Linked DNA regions of Mus musculus: regions 1, 3 and 4 are each linked to region 2. A link is a contact called in public HiChIP or PLAC-seq and promoter capture Hi-C data. All regions are on one chromosome and are shown on one strand. The core of a region is the stretch at or near the end of the contact, and the rest is flanking DNA. Distances in the headings are between cores, read along the strand shown. Region 1 holds the start of Larp4 (La ribonucleoprotein domain family, member 4). Region 2 holds the start of I730030J21Rik (RIKEN cDNA I730030J21 gene). Region 3 holds the start of Cers5 (ceramide synthase 5). Region 4 holds the start of Nr4a1 (nuclear receptor subfamily 4, group A, member 1).

Evidence for each region. Promoter capture Hi-C pulls out the DNA fragments that hold promoters and counts their contacts. HiChIP or PLAC-seq counts read pairs in DNA pulled down with a chosen protein or histone mark.
Region 1: a contact with region 2 is called in an H3K4me3 HiChIP or PLAC-seq map of bone marrow-derived macrophages, with 4 times the contacts expected there. The contact joins the promoter of Larp4 here to the promoter of I730030J21Rik in region 2. A contact is called at or near these places in 2 of 39 promoter capture datasets (hippocampal neurons and pre-B cells), 1 of 484 Hi-C or Micro-C datasets (embryonic stem cells), 3 of 115 datasets of contacts at active chromatin or transcription factors (bone marrow-derived macrophages, extraembryonic endoderm stem cells and large pre-B cells) and 1 of 9 other capture datasets (liver).
Region 3: a contact with region 2 is called in a promoter capture Hi-C map of pre-B cells, with 3 times the contacts expected there. The contact joins the promoter of Cers5 here to the promoter of I730030J21Rik in region 2. A contact is called at or near these places in 2 of 39 promoter capture datasets (hippocampal neurons and pre-B cells).
Region 4: a contact with region 2 is called in an H3K27ac HiChIP or PLAC-seq map of thymic regulatory T cells, with 3 times the contacts expected there. The contact joins the promoter of Nr4a1 here to the promoter of I730030J21Rik in region 2. A contact is called at or near these places in 1 of 39 promoter capture datasets (embryonic stem cells), 2 of 484 Hi-C or Micro-C datasets (CD4 T cells and CD8 T cells), 2 of 115 datasets of contacts at active chromatin or transcription factors (regulatory T cells and thymic regulatory T cells) and 1 of 9 other capture datasets (macrophages).

The regions. Positions count from the first base shown.
Region 1 is chr15:99,971,422-99,974,563 of GRCm38.p6, forward strand. Larp4 (La ribonucleoprotein domain family, member 4) reads left to right here and starts at 1,359. Exons shown (of 16, transcript NM_001024526.2): 1 at 1,359-1,562. The coding sequence starts at 1,545. It overlaps 2310068J16Rik (RIKEN cDNA 2310068J16 gene), which reads right to left and starts at 1,866. Exons shown (of 1, transcript NR_028124.1): 1 at 746-1,866.
Region 2 is chr15:100,730,864-100,734,215 of GRCm38.p6, forward strand. I730030J21Rik (RIKEN cDNA I730030J21 gene) reads right to left here and starts at 1,874. Exons shown (of 3, transcript NR_045782.1): 1 at 1,677-1,874; 2 at 1,501-1,575; 3 at 1-21.
Region 3 is chr15:99,770,636-99,773,955 of GRCm38.p6, forward strand. Cers5 (ceramide synthase 5) reads right to left here and starts at 1,880. Exons shown (of 10, transcript NM_028015.2): 1 at 1,548-1,880. The coding sequence starts at 1,744.
Region 4 is chr15:101,265,262-101,268,647 of GRCm38.p6, forward strand. It overlaps Nr4a1 (nuclear receptor subfamily 4, group A, member 1), which reads left to right and starts at 1,585. Exons shown (of 7, transcript NM_010444.2): 1 at 1,585-1,710.

The DNA.
Region 1 (3,142 bases), core at 109-2,608, 760 kb before region 2:
GTTGAGGACTCAGGTTCAGTTCCCAGGCATGCAGGAGGGAGCATATACATGCCTGCAGGCAAAGAGCCATATGTATAGAATGAAAATAAATTTTTAAGAAAGATAAAGAGGGCTGGGCATGGTGGCACACACCTTTAATCTCAGCACTCGGTGGGGGTGGGGGTGGGGGTGCACAGGCAGGCGGATTTCTGAGTTCTAGGCCAGCCAGGTCCACAAAGTGAGTTCTAGGACAGCCAAGATCTACACAGAGAAACCCTGTCTCAAAGTGGGGAAAAAAAAAAAAAAAAAAAACAAGAAAACAAGCAAGAGTTGATGAAATGAAAACATCACTTTAAGGTGTTGTTCCAGCATTCAGGTGGCAGATAGGTAGATCTCTGTGAGTTCAAGCCAGCCTGGTCTACAAAGTGAGTTCCGGGAACAACCTAGTCTACACAGAAACCCTGTCTCAAAAAAACGGAAACACACACACACACAAATATATATATGTAAATTTTTTATTTTTTTGTTTTTTTTGAGACAGAGTTTCTCTGTGTAGCCCTGGCTGTCCTGGAACTCCCTCTGTAGACCATGCTGGCCTTGAATTCAGAAATCCGCTTGCCTCTGCCTCCCAAGTACTGGGATTAAAGGCGTGTGCCACCACGCCCGGCTCATGTTTTTTTAAATTAAAAAAAAAAAAAGTGTTTGAAACTGGAGCAATAGAGACTGGTAGAGGAAGAATAACTCTAGTAAAAATAATTAAATATTTGTATACTATTTTATTTGACTATGAAAACATAATAAAGAAGAGATCTAGGCTAATTATTTTTAGTAGAGCATTAAGCATCACAGCGGAGCATCATTATGTTAATGAGACCTGATTCCGAGGGGCTTGGGCTAAAGTTTTATCAAAGTTGTAGCGAAAGGAATCTGACTGTTCCAGCACTCCTCCAACAATACATTCATAGGGTCTTAAGATTAACTTATGCAAAATGCTTAGTAAAGTACAAGCACTGAGTAGCTGAAGAGTATCTTAGCTCCCTCTTCAGCTTTTTTTTTTTTTTTTCTAATGAGGGGCGGGAGGAGCCAGTACGTCATCAGCAGGGGCGGGTGCACTCGGTCGCTTTTTAATCGGACCTAGGTTTTTAACCACGAATCTGCGCAAGGGTTAGCAGTGCGGTGTCAGCTTTTTGGTAGAAAGTACAAATGCTTTAGTGAGCGTTTTGCACAGCCCGGCGCGGCCTCCCGGGCGTCGACCCACACGCGACACGTACCACACACTTTCGCCTTCGCCGCCACAGACGAGCCTGCCGGAGCGAAGCACGCACAGGGGCGGGCAGGCCCTCCGCCCCCGGAAGCAGTTTTCCTCCAGAACCGGAAACAGTTGTTGCTTCCCGGGAGGAGGGACTGGGCGGGTCAGGGCGCAGCGGCTGACGGCGGGGGAGGAGCCGGGTCCACTGCCGGGTGGAGGGGCAAGGCGAGTGTCCTTATCCTACCGACCGGGGCCCGGGCCTGGGAGCCAGTTGGAGTCGCGGCAGCGTGAACGATCGGGCCGAGCGGAAGCAGACATGTTGCTCTTCGTTGAGGTGAGTGGCTCGGGTCGCCCGGTCGGGCTCTGAGAAGAGCCGGAGTGTTCGGGGCGCGGGCCGGTCCCACCGCCATGTGACTTTCCAGGCCGTCCACGCCGCGGAGCCCGACGAGAGGCTGACACAGCACCTGGGCCGTGCAGGCCGTGCAGCCCCGCTGTGCCCTCCGCAGGCCCGAGGAGCCTGTGTGGGTCGAGGCCCCCGGCGGCAGGGAAAGGGAAGGCGGCGCGTCGGGGGCTGGGCTGAGGTGGCGTGAGGAGCCGAGGGAGCCGAGGGTGTCCCATATGGAGCTCCTGAAGGAGGCGAGCGGGCGGGCGGGCGGCGGGGGCGGAGCCTGCGGAGAAAGGGCGATCAGGTGGGCGCGCTGGGGGTGAGCGAGGCCTCGCGGGGCCGCCTGGGACGGAGCGAGCAACATGTGGGAGCGCGGGAGAAGGGGAACTGCGGGCGCGGTGGGGTTTTGTCTCGCTAACTGGGGAGGGGCGTGTTGTTGTTGTTTTTTTTTTTTTTTAAGAGAGTAGAAAGCTCGCCCGCTCCCCCCACCTCCGGACCCCCCAAGCTGCACCAAAATTTTGTTGGGTTGCGTCCGCCGGCTCTGGAACGTTCGAGGGGGGTGCGGGGGGAGAAAGCGAGCTGGTGCGAACGGCGAAGCCCCACAGGGGTCGGAAGCCTTGAAAGGCACCGCTCTGACCTTTTGTAAAAGTTACTCGGGCTGCGGCTGCGTGGTGCGGGTTGATTCCGCGAACCTGTTCGGGGCCAGTTACAAGGAAAATTGCAAAGGAGGAGAGAAACTTAGGTGAAGCCGGGGTTTTGTGGTGGTGTTGGATCGGTGGAAATACCGTTTCTATTGGACCGTCTACCGTCCGCCTGTTTGAGATTTCAAGGTAGTGATTACCTGTCTTAGACAAATAATGAAGTTTAATTTCTCTCGTTTCTGCCCGGTTGTGTTGAGTGAGCATCAGCTGACTGCCTGGCAAATGCTTTGAGTAGATTCCAGATCATATTGTTCTTACATTGTGAAAACGTCAATCCAGCAAAGCTGCAACTTTGCAACTTGGCATTTGTTAACTATGCCCATAAAAAGAATCTTTTCATGAGAGACGGAATCACAGGTTGTATAATGGACTTGGAAGATGGGGCTAACTTAGGGGCAAAGAGTGTTCAGAGTGGTGGTGGGAGAATCTTAGGGTAGTCTGGCATAAAGTAAATAAGCAATTCTTATTTTTCATTGTGTATATTCGTTGTACTTGGTATTGTGTTACATAAGGACATTTTCACACAAACACGTGTATTGTATATTAAGCAAATAACTGCTTATATCTTCTATACTCATTTTCCCTCATTACTGATCTACCTTTCAGTTGATAAGTTTGGGATCCTAAAAATTAGGCGTTAAAGACGCTTAATTAATGTATGCTGAAGGTCAGTAGTATGTATTCATTTGGATATTTGAAACAGTCCACTAAAAATTTCGAACAGTGGACTCAATCTTTCTGTTTATTTTGTTGTTATTAATTTAAGTTCACCTTGGTTTTGAAAAGGACAAGAAATCAGGTTTTATTGTAAGCAGGGCTTAGTTTCCT
Region 2 (3,352 bases), core at 624-3,123:
AGGATGCAGGAGGATCTGTGGCTGCAGACAACACAGTGAAAGGAAGCTTGAGATGAATATCGATACTCTGCCTCCAAAAAACAAACAAACACCACGGGGGGGGGGGGGGGAAATGGAATGGATCTTTCTGTTTTGGTTGATGTTAAAATGGCTTTGCAGTTTTGAGTCTCTAAGGCTCAGGGGCCAGGACCCAGCACCCCTGTCGTTGAATTGAGCGCTCAGAGGGGACCAGAGGCATTCTGGGAAGGCCAGGAGATCACAGCGGGGAAGTTTACTGAGCTTGCTTACTTAGGTGAAGGGTGACACTTTACCAGGCTTTGGGATCACCAACATTTCCTGCTGCAGATAATGGGCCGCCGCTGTCTTTGCTTCTCGTCCCTTGGGTGTGAGACTCGGTGGTTTGGCCTTTGCTCCCACCTCCCTTTCACTTAGCTCTTCGACCTTCAGCACTGTGTGATCTTAGTCAGGTCCCAACTTGACCTGAGGGACCTCAGACTGCTCCAGGGTAGGCTCATGACCTCTTACTCTGCCTTGGAGCGTGAAAGAGACTGTTTGGCTTTTCGAGGAGTGCCAGCCGATGTGTGTACCTCAAATTCTGAAGCTGTTATTAATGAGTTCACTTTGGGAATAAGAAGTTGATTAGCGTTCATTAGTTATGGGAAACAAAGGTTTCATTATGACACTTCGTAGATGTATATATAATGCACTTTGATCATTTTCAATCTGTTTCTTTTAGTGATTTGTGTGTGTGTGTTGTACATGCAGGTCAGAGGTCATCTATCTATCTATCTATCTATCTATCTATCTATCTATCTATCTATCTATCTGATTCAGAATCTCTCTAAGTAACCCTAGCTGTCTGAGAATTCATTATGTAAATCAGGCTGGCTTCAAACTCAGAGATCCACCTGCCTCTACCTCTCTAGTGTGGGGATTAAAGGTGTGAGCCACCCCCCCTTTCATTTTTGCATTTCAAGAAAAGGCCTCCTGTAGCTAGCCAAGCTGGTCTCAATCCTCGTGAGTCAGCCTCTCAAGTGCTGGGATTAGACAAATGAACCACCATGCCTGACTATGATTTTAAAGGTGACTTAAGTCTTCATAATGACTAGCTGTCTAATTTGGAGGTGCCTGCTGTAGACTTATCCCTAAAACACTGCGTTCTCTCCTAGCAGGGGTTGGGGAGGGCTCCCTTCCCCACTGCATGGGAAGGTTCTGATGCACCACAGGGCAGAAGGGGACACCCTGACCTCCGCTGGTGGCAGCCCACTTAAAATTTGGCTTTCATTAATTGAACACGGTGACACACACCTCCAATCCAAGCAGCTGAGAGAGGGAGACAGGAGGATCAGGGTTCAAGGTCACTGTTGGCTAAATAAGTTTGAGACCATTGTGGGCTGCATGAGACCCTAACTCAAAAAGGGGGGAGGGGCATCGATGTGTCTCAGCAGGTGAAAGCACTTGTGCAACCTCTGATCCCTGAGTTTAGTCCCCAGAACTTACATGGTAAGAGAATCGATTCCCAAAAGTTGTCCTTGTTCTCCACACAAGCACCCACACTCACTCACACCCACGGTACTAATAAAGAAAAGAAAAGAACATGATTTCTGTTAAATGACAAGTTTATATGTGTACTAAATAAAGGGAAAATCGGGCACCAGGACAAGATGCCTCCCAACCTGCTGTCCGGCTCCTGAAGAAGTCATCCACACATGCTCACAACCATCCTTAGGCACTTCTGAGGTGGCAGGCTCAGATTCTCTCAGCTGCAAGGACTTGAGATGGGCCTTCCTAGAAGCTTTGTAAATTTCATTATCTTCCCGCACAGGCTGCTGTTTGTTGCTCTACCATTTAGGTTCTGGTTTGGAGTGCTCTGCACTTCCGTCTCCTTTTTTCTTTTTTTCAAGGGGCTTCCCCACCATAGCGCAGGAAGTTCAGTGAGGAGCAGATCTGCTGAAGCAGAGAGACAAGGCAGCTTTGTGAGCTGGTGACGTCAGTTCTGCCCCTTATGGCTCCCTTCCTCCCACTCTCAGGCCCTGGAGAGAGACAGCGGCTTCTGAGTGTGGCAGACTCAGGGGAGGGGAGTCTTGCCCTTCACAGAGAGGGCTAGCCTCTTATCCAGAAACACTTGTGGGGGCCAGGCGAGGTGCCTCTGTGGGGAAAAGTACAATCCCAATGAGCTGAGTTTGATCCCCAGATACCACACCAGCATAGGCCAGAAATCACAGAAGTGTGATGATGTAGGTTAGAAGTGCGGACTGGGTTAAGGGCACTGACTGTTCTTCCAGAGGAACGGAGTTCAAATCCCAGCACCCACATGGCAGCTTACAACTGTCTGTAACTCCAAGATCTGACGTGCCCACATAGATGTACATGCAGGCAGAATGCCAGTGCACATAAAATAAAGGGTAAATAAACTTTTAAAAAAGTCAGGAGGTTAAAGGTCGTCTTGACTGCAAAGTAAGTTTGAGGCCAGCCTAACAAAACCAAAAATCTGAAGCCAGTGGCGTATACTGTAATCCCAGTGTCTGGGAGTTGGAAGCAAGAGAGATCCGGAGTCCTTGGCTACATCCAGGCCAGACTCAGGAACATGAGACCCTATCTCCAAACCAAACCAGAACCCAACTCTAAAACAACAGCCAAAACCCAAAACAAAGTGCGGTTTGTTTATTTTTTTAATGCTTTTAGTCTCTGGTAAATAATAAACAACACTACCTTCTAATCCTACAGTGTTGTTGGTGGCTTTCTCCTTCCTTCCTTCCTTCCTTCCTTCCTTCCTTCCTTCCTTCCTTCCTCTTCCTTCCTTCCTTCCTTTAAAGATTGTTTTGTTATGGTTGTTGGTGCTTTGAAATAGGGTTTTTATTTATATACAACTCAAGCTGGCCTAGAGCTGCTCTGTGGTGTCCACCAGAGATGACTGCGCACACACAGTTTAAACCGATACGAAGTCTATTAGCCGGCCCCGGCCAGCAGGACACTGGGTGTTATAACGAGATCCCTGTGTAGCCAAGTCTTTTCTCTTTAAGGATAAAAACCACATTCTGTTGACACATTTCAGTTAGCAAGAACAGTTAGCTAGAAGCAGAACTACAGAAGCCAAAGCAAGGTTAGTACGCTCTGAGACTTTCCCAGAGCCGTGGACTTAGGTGGATTAGGTCTGTTTTAGTTGCAGGTGGTGCTGTCTACGGGCTGAGTTTCACACTCTGGATGGTGCTTCCATCACGGGGTCAACTGTGCTAAGATCTGTGGCCCTGTCACAGGGTTACATCCTCCTGCCTCAAACAGTGGGGTACCACCGTATCTGGCCTCTAAATACTGTTGAAGTCTGCTGTGCTGGCCTCTGTGTGAGCACAGG
Region 3 (3,320 bases), core at 630-3,129, 960 kb before region 2:
GACTCCTCCAGGGAATAGTCTCCAGCCATCTGGGGGAACCCTTTAGAATTGGAATATATACTCTGTGTGTGTGTGTGTGTGTGTGTATGCCGATAGCAGAGGTAAGTCACAAAGCTTGTTATATATCTGTATGAGAAACAAAGACTATTCTTATGACAATGGAAAAGTGTATTGGATTGTCTCTTTTCTTGATAGTTCTTGCATTTCATTTTCAGCCCTCACTATGGAAGAGAATAGCAGGATCCAGTTTTCTCCTAAGCCTGCACCTCCACCTCCACCTCAGGGATACTTAAGATAATGATGGTTATCTTGAAAAACTGTAAATTCTTGGGGGCCCAGAAAAGACTTTGAGTTTCACTTAATCTATTTATTATATATTTACTTTTTGCATCTGAGTGTCTGGCATAGCACTTTTAGAAGAGATAAATAGTATTACTAAATACAGATTAGTGACTAGCTGGATATAAGAAAAAAAACCCTTGTAGACAAATCAAAGAAGTAATCCAAAACAGATACTTCTGAGTAATGGATTATTTTGTCTAACCACATCTCCACACTAGAAAAGGAATTCTGGCATCAGTGTCGTGTTTGTTCTAGATAAGGTTTTTACAGAAGGCGTCTCTGCCTACGAGGAAAGTACTTCCTTGGAGTTTGAGTAAGCTTTATCAAAAACACAGCTATGATTGATCCTCATTACAGATCGCATCAGATCCTTGAAGAACAGTGTCTTTTTGGCAGCAGATAAGACTAGCCCTTTGAAGAACGGGGTGGGGGTGGGGTGGGGGGGATCTTCTGCCCAGAGCATGTAGCTGGGCAAAGTATGTTGTGAATACTACCACCTTAGAAGCTGGTTCACAAAGCTGTTTCCAATAAAGTCTCAGGCTCCATCGCCTTCAAAATGACCACTTCTCCCATCTCAGGCTTCCAAGGCCCGTTCAGCAGTTCCTCTTGACACCTTCCCCAAATGTTGGAAGCCTCAGGCTTCACCACACCCTATCCTAGCCAGACGTCTGCTGTCATACTAACACGTTCACGCGCTAACAAATCAGGGCTTGGGGCCTAACTGATCCTGTTGTTTCAAACCCCAGAAGTAAAGTAACTTTAGCAAACATTACATCTCATGCATCCACCTACGTCGCTCGGAAGCTCTGGCGCTTGCACTGAACCCACAAGCTTCCAGGACCCCAGCTAATTCTGGTTCTCCCAGGCCCTTCCCGTTCCTCTCGCCGGGCACTGCGGGAGCACGACTCACTCTTGGGTTCCTGGAGATTGGGAGGCAGCCTTCGAGAGCTCCATGCGACTCTGTGATCTGCACTTCTGAGGCCCAGCACTCCCCTCGATTCTCTCTCACTCGCCCACACCCTAGACTCGCGCGGTCTGCGCGCACGCAGGCTCCAGGGGCGCGTCGCCGGGCTCCGAGCATCCCCGCCGCGGCCCGGGCTCCCCGGCTCCCCCGCCCCGCCGCCTCGGCTTCCGGCCCTCGGTCTCCGGCCCAGGCGTCCCGCCCCTACCCCCCGCCATCCCCGGCCCCGCGCAGCAACGCTCACCGCTCAAACAGCATCCTCACGGAGAAGATGCACACTGCCAGCGGGAACACCGACAGCACGTGCTGGGCGCGCGGGTAGCCGTAGCCGTCGCCCGGGCCCTCCAGGTCCGCCCAGCTCACGTTCTGAGGCAGCCAGAAGCTCTCGCTCCACAGCCAACCCCACAGGAGGCCCAGGGTTTCCGCTGCTGCAGTCGCCATCTTACGCGCGCCCGGCGGCCACTGCCGCCACAGCCTCGGAGGCAGTCAAGGCAAAAGGAACCCGCTGGGAGGCGGCCCCGAGGCGGGGCCCGGCCTACGGCCACCCTCTTCCGTCCCTGGGTCCTCCCAGCCGCCCAGCCCGCCTCTCCCGCAAGGATGGCCTCCTCCCCGCCCATCCCGCCTTCCCGCCCACTTCTCCGTCGCAGCAGCCCAGGCCCCTCATGTGGGTCCCGGCCTCGCCCCGCGTGCCCATTTCTTCTTGGCCACGCCCACCTGTCCTGGTCACGCCCCTCACCTGCAGCCCGAGCCACGCCCAGTTTCTTTCAGCAGGTTCGACATCACCATGGTCACACCCCTACCTCAGGCTAGTTTCTCCCTTTTGGAAACACTCTTCCTAGTCCAGCAGATTCAAGTTCTTTCTGGCTCCCGGCCCGGCTATACGTTCCTGATCATCACTTACAGTCCCGGTGTCCCAGCCAGCCGGCTGTGCTGTTCATCCTAGTTGATTCCTCCTCCTCCTCCTCCTCCCCCTCCTCCTCCTCCTCCTCCTCCTCCTCCTCCTCATACTCCTCCTCCTACTCCTCCTTCTCCTTTTTTGCACTTCCTTGATCTCCACCCCCCTCCTTGGCTTTAGGCCTTAAAAGTTACCTTCACTTTTTCTCAGAGAAAACACAAGGCTTTGAAATATCTTTACATTAAAAGCCTGTAATTCCAGCCTCCACTGTAATCCCACTTGGGGCTCAGGGTCGTTCTCTGCAAGTTCAGGGCCAAAATGAACTTCATGAGACCTCCCCATCCCACCCCCATTCCCTTTTGAGTGTCTGTGGGAGGTAGTGTTTCACAGCTGACGGCTCCGCACTTGGGTGACCAAAGGGAGAGAATTGTCCCTTCCTTTTAAGACCAGTTTGCATACAGTACAGGACAAAAGGTTCCTCCTCTCCCCTCTTGAGGCAGAAGGTAATGGGGGGAAAAAAAAGCAACAAGGCAAAAGGAAAATAAATGACCGCTAGTTTTAATGACATCTGTCATGTAGCAGTTTATGAAGGAATAAACTGAAGTCCAAAGAGGCAGAATAGTTTGCCCAAAGTCATATAGACCAACAGCTGTAATTAGAAAATAATTAGAGGGGCTGGTGAGATGTCTCAGTGGGTAAGAGCACCCGACTGCTCTTCCGAAGGTCTGGAGTTCAAATCCCAGCAACCACATGGTGGCTCACAACCATCTGTAATGAGATCTGACTCCCTCTTCTGTAGTGTCTGAAGATAGCTACAGTATACTTAGATATAATAAATAAATAAATCTTAAAAAAAAAAGAAAGAAAATACTTAGACTCCAGAACTCTCATTTCCTTATCTTACAAACCACCTCAACTTTATTTTTTTATTTATTTATTGTTTCCAGCCCGCTTGGGCCCAGATCGCTTTGGCCTATTTATTTATTATATGTAAGTACACTGTAGCTATCTTCAGACACCCCCAGAAGAGGGGATCAGATCTCATTACAGATAGTTGTGAGCCACCATGTGGTTGCTGGGATTTGAACTCATGACCTCTGGAAGAATAGTCAGGGCTCTTAT
Region 4 (3,386 bases), core at 335-2,834, 530 kb after region 2:
ATGACATCAGCAGTGTATGAAAACTGTTCCGTATGCAGGGGACAGTGATTAAAAAGAAATAGCAGGCTGGTTGGGGGGGGGGGTCTTTTGTGGTGATGGGATGGACTCCAGGTTACAAATGCTAGGCAAGCAAGAACTCTACCACTGAGCTACGCCCTTAGCCCATTTTTAAAAACCGGTTATGGCCAGAATAGGCCGTCATTGGATAGTCTCGGTTAGTCTGCTGCACTGGTGGGCTGGCAGCAGAAATCGGGAACCAGGGGGTGGGGTCAAGGATGGGATAGAGATACTGCAAAGAGAATCCCTAGTAGGGAAAGCTAACCACTGAATCTTTTCTCCATACCCCTTCCTTTCTCTTACCTGACTACAAATGAGGTTTCCTTTAGCTTAGACTGGGATGGAGATGTGACCTGCAGGGTGACAGCTCCAGGTGGCTGCAGCCTGGTCTGCACTTTGAGTACAGCCCTGGCCAGACCCTTCCCTGCAAGCAGTAACTGGTTACAGCTGCTCTCTTCACTGCTGGAGCAGGTAGTGGGGAGGCAGGTGGGTCCCCATCAGGGACTGGGACCAGGGAATTGACAGAAGAGTGTGAAAAGGAGATGGAGTTCGATGGCCCTGGGTTCAAGACCCCATTGTGCTACTACCTAGCTTAGTGACCTTGAACAAGTACCATTATGTCTCTGAATCTATTTATAAAATGGGGAAGAGTTGGCAAGAGTTTGGAAAGATTTCTCAGGCTCCACCCGGTTCTGAAATTCGGCAATTTCTCAACTAGGGTGCATCCATCCTGCGAGGGGTTAAGAGGCCATCGCTGAGAAACCAGCATCGGTGTGGAGCCGAGCCCGTTGACCCAGCCTGGCAAAGCTATGCCCTTTGGGAAGGAACCTTGAAGGCCAGAGTGCCTGTCCTCAGTCCTGGGGCTAGAGACCCTGCACATTGCCAAGGCTGAGGCACGGGCCCAGCCCACCTCCTATCTTCTGGGTGTGTCCCAGAATGGCTTGCCTCAGCCCTGAACTGCCCTGGCTGCTCAGAATGGCAGAGAGTGATACCCTAGGTGTCCAGGACAGACTGGGAAAGGGACAAAAGCGGAGCAGGGCCTGGGGTAGGGGTGGGCAGGAGGGAGAGGGAGCTGTTGGCACCAGGAGCAGCTGGAGGGGAGGAGATCCTGTTCTGGGGAAGCCCTGCGGGCACGGATTTACAACACCCCCTCCTCCTGGTCGGTTATTTCGGACCCCGGGACCCGATCCCGGGTCCGGCTTGGTGAGCCTAGTGGGTCTGGAAGCTACTATATTTAGCCGGCGCAGCGGGCGAGAGGAAAACTATTTATAGATCAAACAATCCGCGCTCCCTGCGTCAATGGAACCCCGCGTGCGTCACGCGCGCAGACATTCCAGGCCCCCCCTCTTCGCCCCGCCCCCTCGGGCTCCCCGTCCCCGCGCCTCCTCCTGGCCGCCTCCCGCCGGAACCGCGCCGCCCCCCGCGCCCTTGTATGGCCAAAGCTCGCCGGGCCGTGTGCGTCAGTGGCGCCCCCGCCCCTCTCCATGCGTCACGGAGCGCTTAAGATGTGGGTCGGGCTCGCCAGGGGAGCCCCAGTGCAGGAGGCTGCGAAAGTTGGGGGAGTGTGCTAGAAGGACTGCGGAGCGGAGCGCACGCGGGACCAGGCTGCGACTGGGTCGCTGGTCCCGGCCACAGGGAGTGGGAGCCGGCTGGGTAGGTACCCCGCAGGGAGCGTGTTTCTGTTTCTAGGGACAGTGCATGAAAGAGATGGGGTGTACGCGCGGGCGAAAAGGAAGGGTGTTTTCGGGTCGGCTTACGAGGAGGGGTGTGTAGGGTGCATTTTTGGTATTAAAGGATAGCTCTTGGAGTAGGGTGAGCCAGGGCTTGAAGTTTAGGAAGCGGGCGAAGGGTCTGCAAGGTGCTTGGTTTTGGTAGGTAGTGGGCGCTTGTTTAGGAGGTTTCCCCGCTAGGATCTCCAGTGTGAGGCACTCTGTACTCTGGGTTTGGGTGTTGATTGCCGGGTAGGGGGTTGTCTGAGCATGGACTGGGAAAAGGTACTCAGAGCTTCGGCGTTGCTGGGATCCATCCAAGTACAAGTAAGATTGGATTTCCACGGGTCTCCTTCCCGGGCTCTCAGCCCCCTTTCCCAGTGTTTACTTAATACTTCATAGGCTGTACTTAGATTTTCTGATTCCCTTACCGAACTTTCTTTCTGAACCGTGCTGGAAGACCTGGGGGTTGCTGAAGGAAATGGCTAGCTAGGTTGGCTGGGTAATGGTTGTGTTAGACTAAGTTGTCAGAGTATCTAGAAACCTAGGAGCTGTAGCCTGGTGCAGCTACTGAAAGCCGCACGTGGAGCCTGGGTGGAAGTTGCTCACGATAGAGTCTCGATGTAGTACTGACTAGGGGGGAGACCCCTTCTGTCATCAGACAGACTTGTATACCCCAGTGGTCTTTTGAGTCTGTTAGGTAGGGTGCAGCCTGCGGGCTTGGTCACCTAACAGGTGTTGCCAGGACCTGCCCCAAGCCGGATTCTCCCACTCCCTCTTTCAACCCCGCCTCTTCCTCCTCCTTGAGACACCCCCACCCCCTCAGGAGGCTAGATGCAGATCTGTATCTTGTGTTGCGGACTATCGGCCTGAAGCTGGGTAGATTGGTGGGGGTTGATCCGGATGTAGGATGTCCAAGTGGAGAAACAGGATTTGAATGGAGCTGGAACAAACGCCCAGTCCTGACTGGCTGCCACCCTTCTTCCTCCACCCCCAACCCATCCCTTCCCAGGCTTCTTGCAAACAGAGGCAGAAGTGGCCATATTTCTTTCTTTCTCCCAGGTGCTGTATGCCCTAGGGACTTGACACGGGGCAGGCGGGGTGGGAACTGGTTGGGGGGGGGGTGCTGTTTTATGGGAAGTCGTATGCCTAGCCAGCGGTGGAGCTGTCCTGGCTAGGCACCCAGGGGTGGTGTGGGGAATGGGAGAAATACTGGGACTAGAGGGTCTCAAGGGCCAGCAGGTGGTGATAGTCTTTTTCTCCACCCCACCCTCTGCTCCAGCACCCTCTGCCTCAGCACCCTCTGCCTCAGCACCCTCTGCCTCAGCACCCTCTGCCTCAGCACCCTCTGCCTCAGCACCCTCTGCCTCAGCACCCTCTGCCCCAGCACCCTCTGCCCCAGCACCCTCTGCCTCAGCACCCTCTGCCTCAGCACCCTCTGCCTCAGCACCCTCTGCCTCAGCACCCTCTGCCTCAGCACCCTCTGCCTCAGTGTTCCTGTGTGACCTGTCTTTTCAACTAGAAAGTCTAGAACTGTACAGACCCCAGAGTTGGAGGTGGAAAGGGACACTAGGTCCTGGAGCCTCCTCTGTGGGCTTTTTTGACCAGATGAGAACGTAA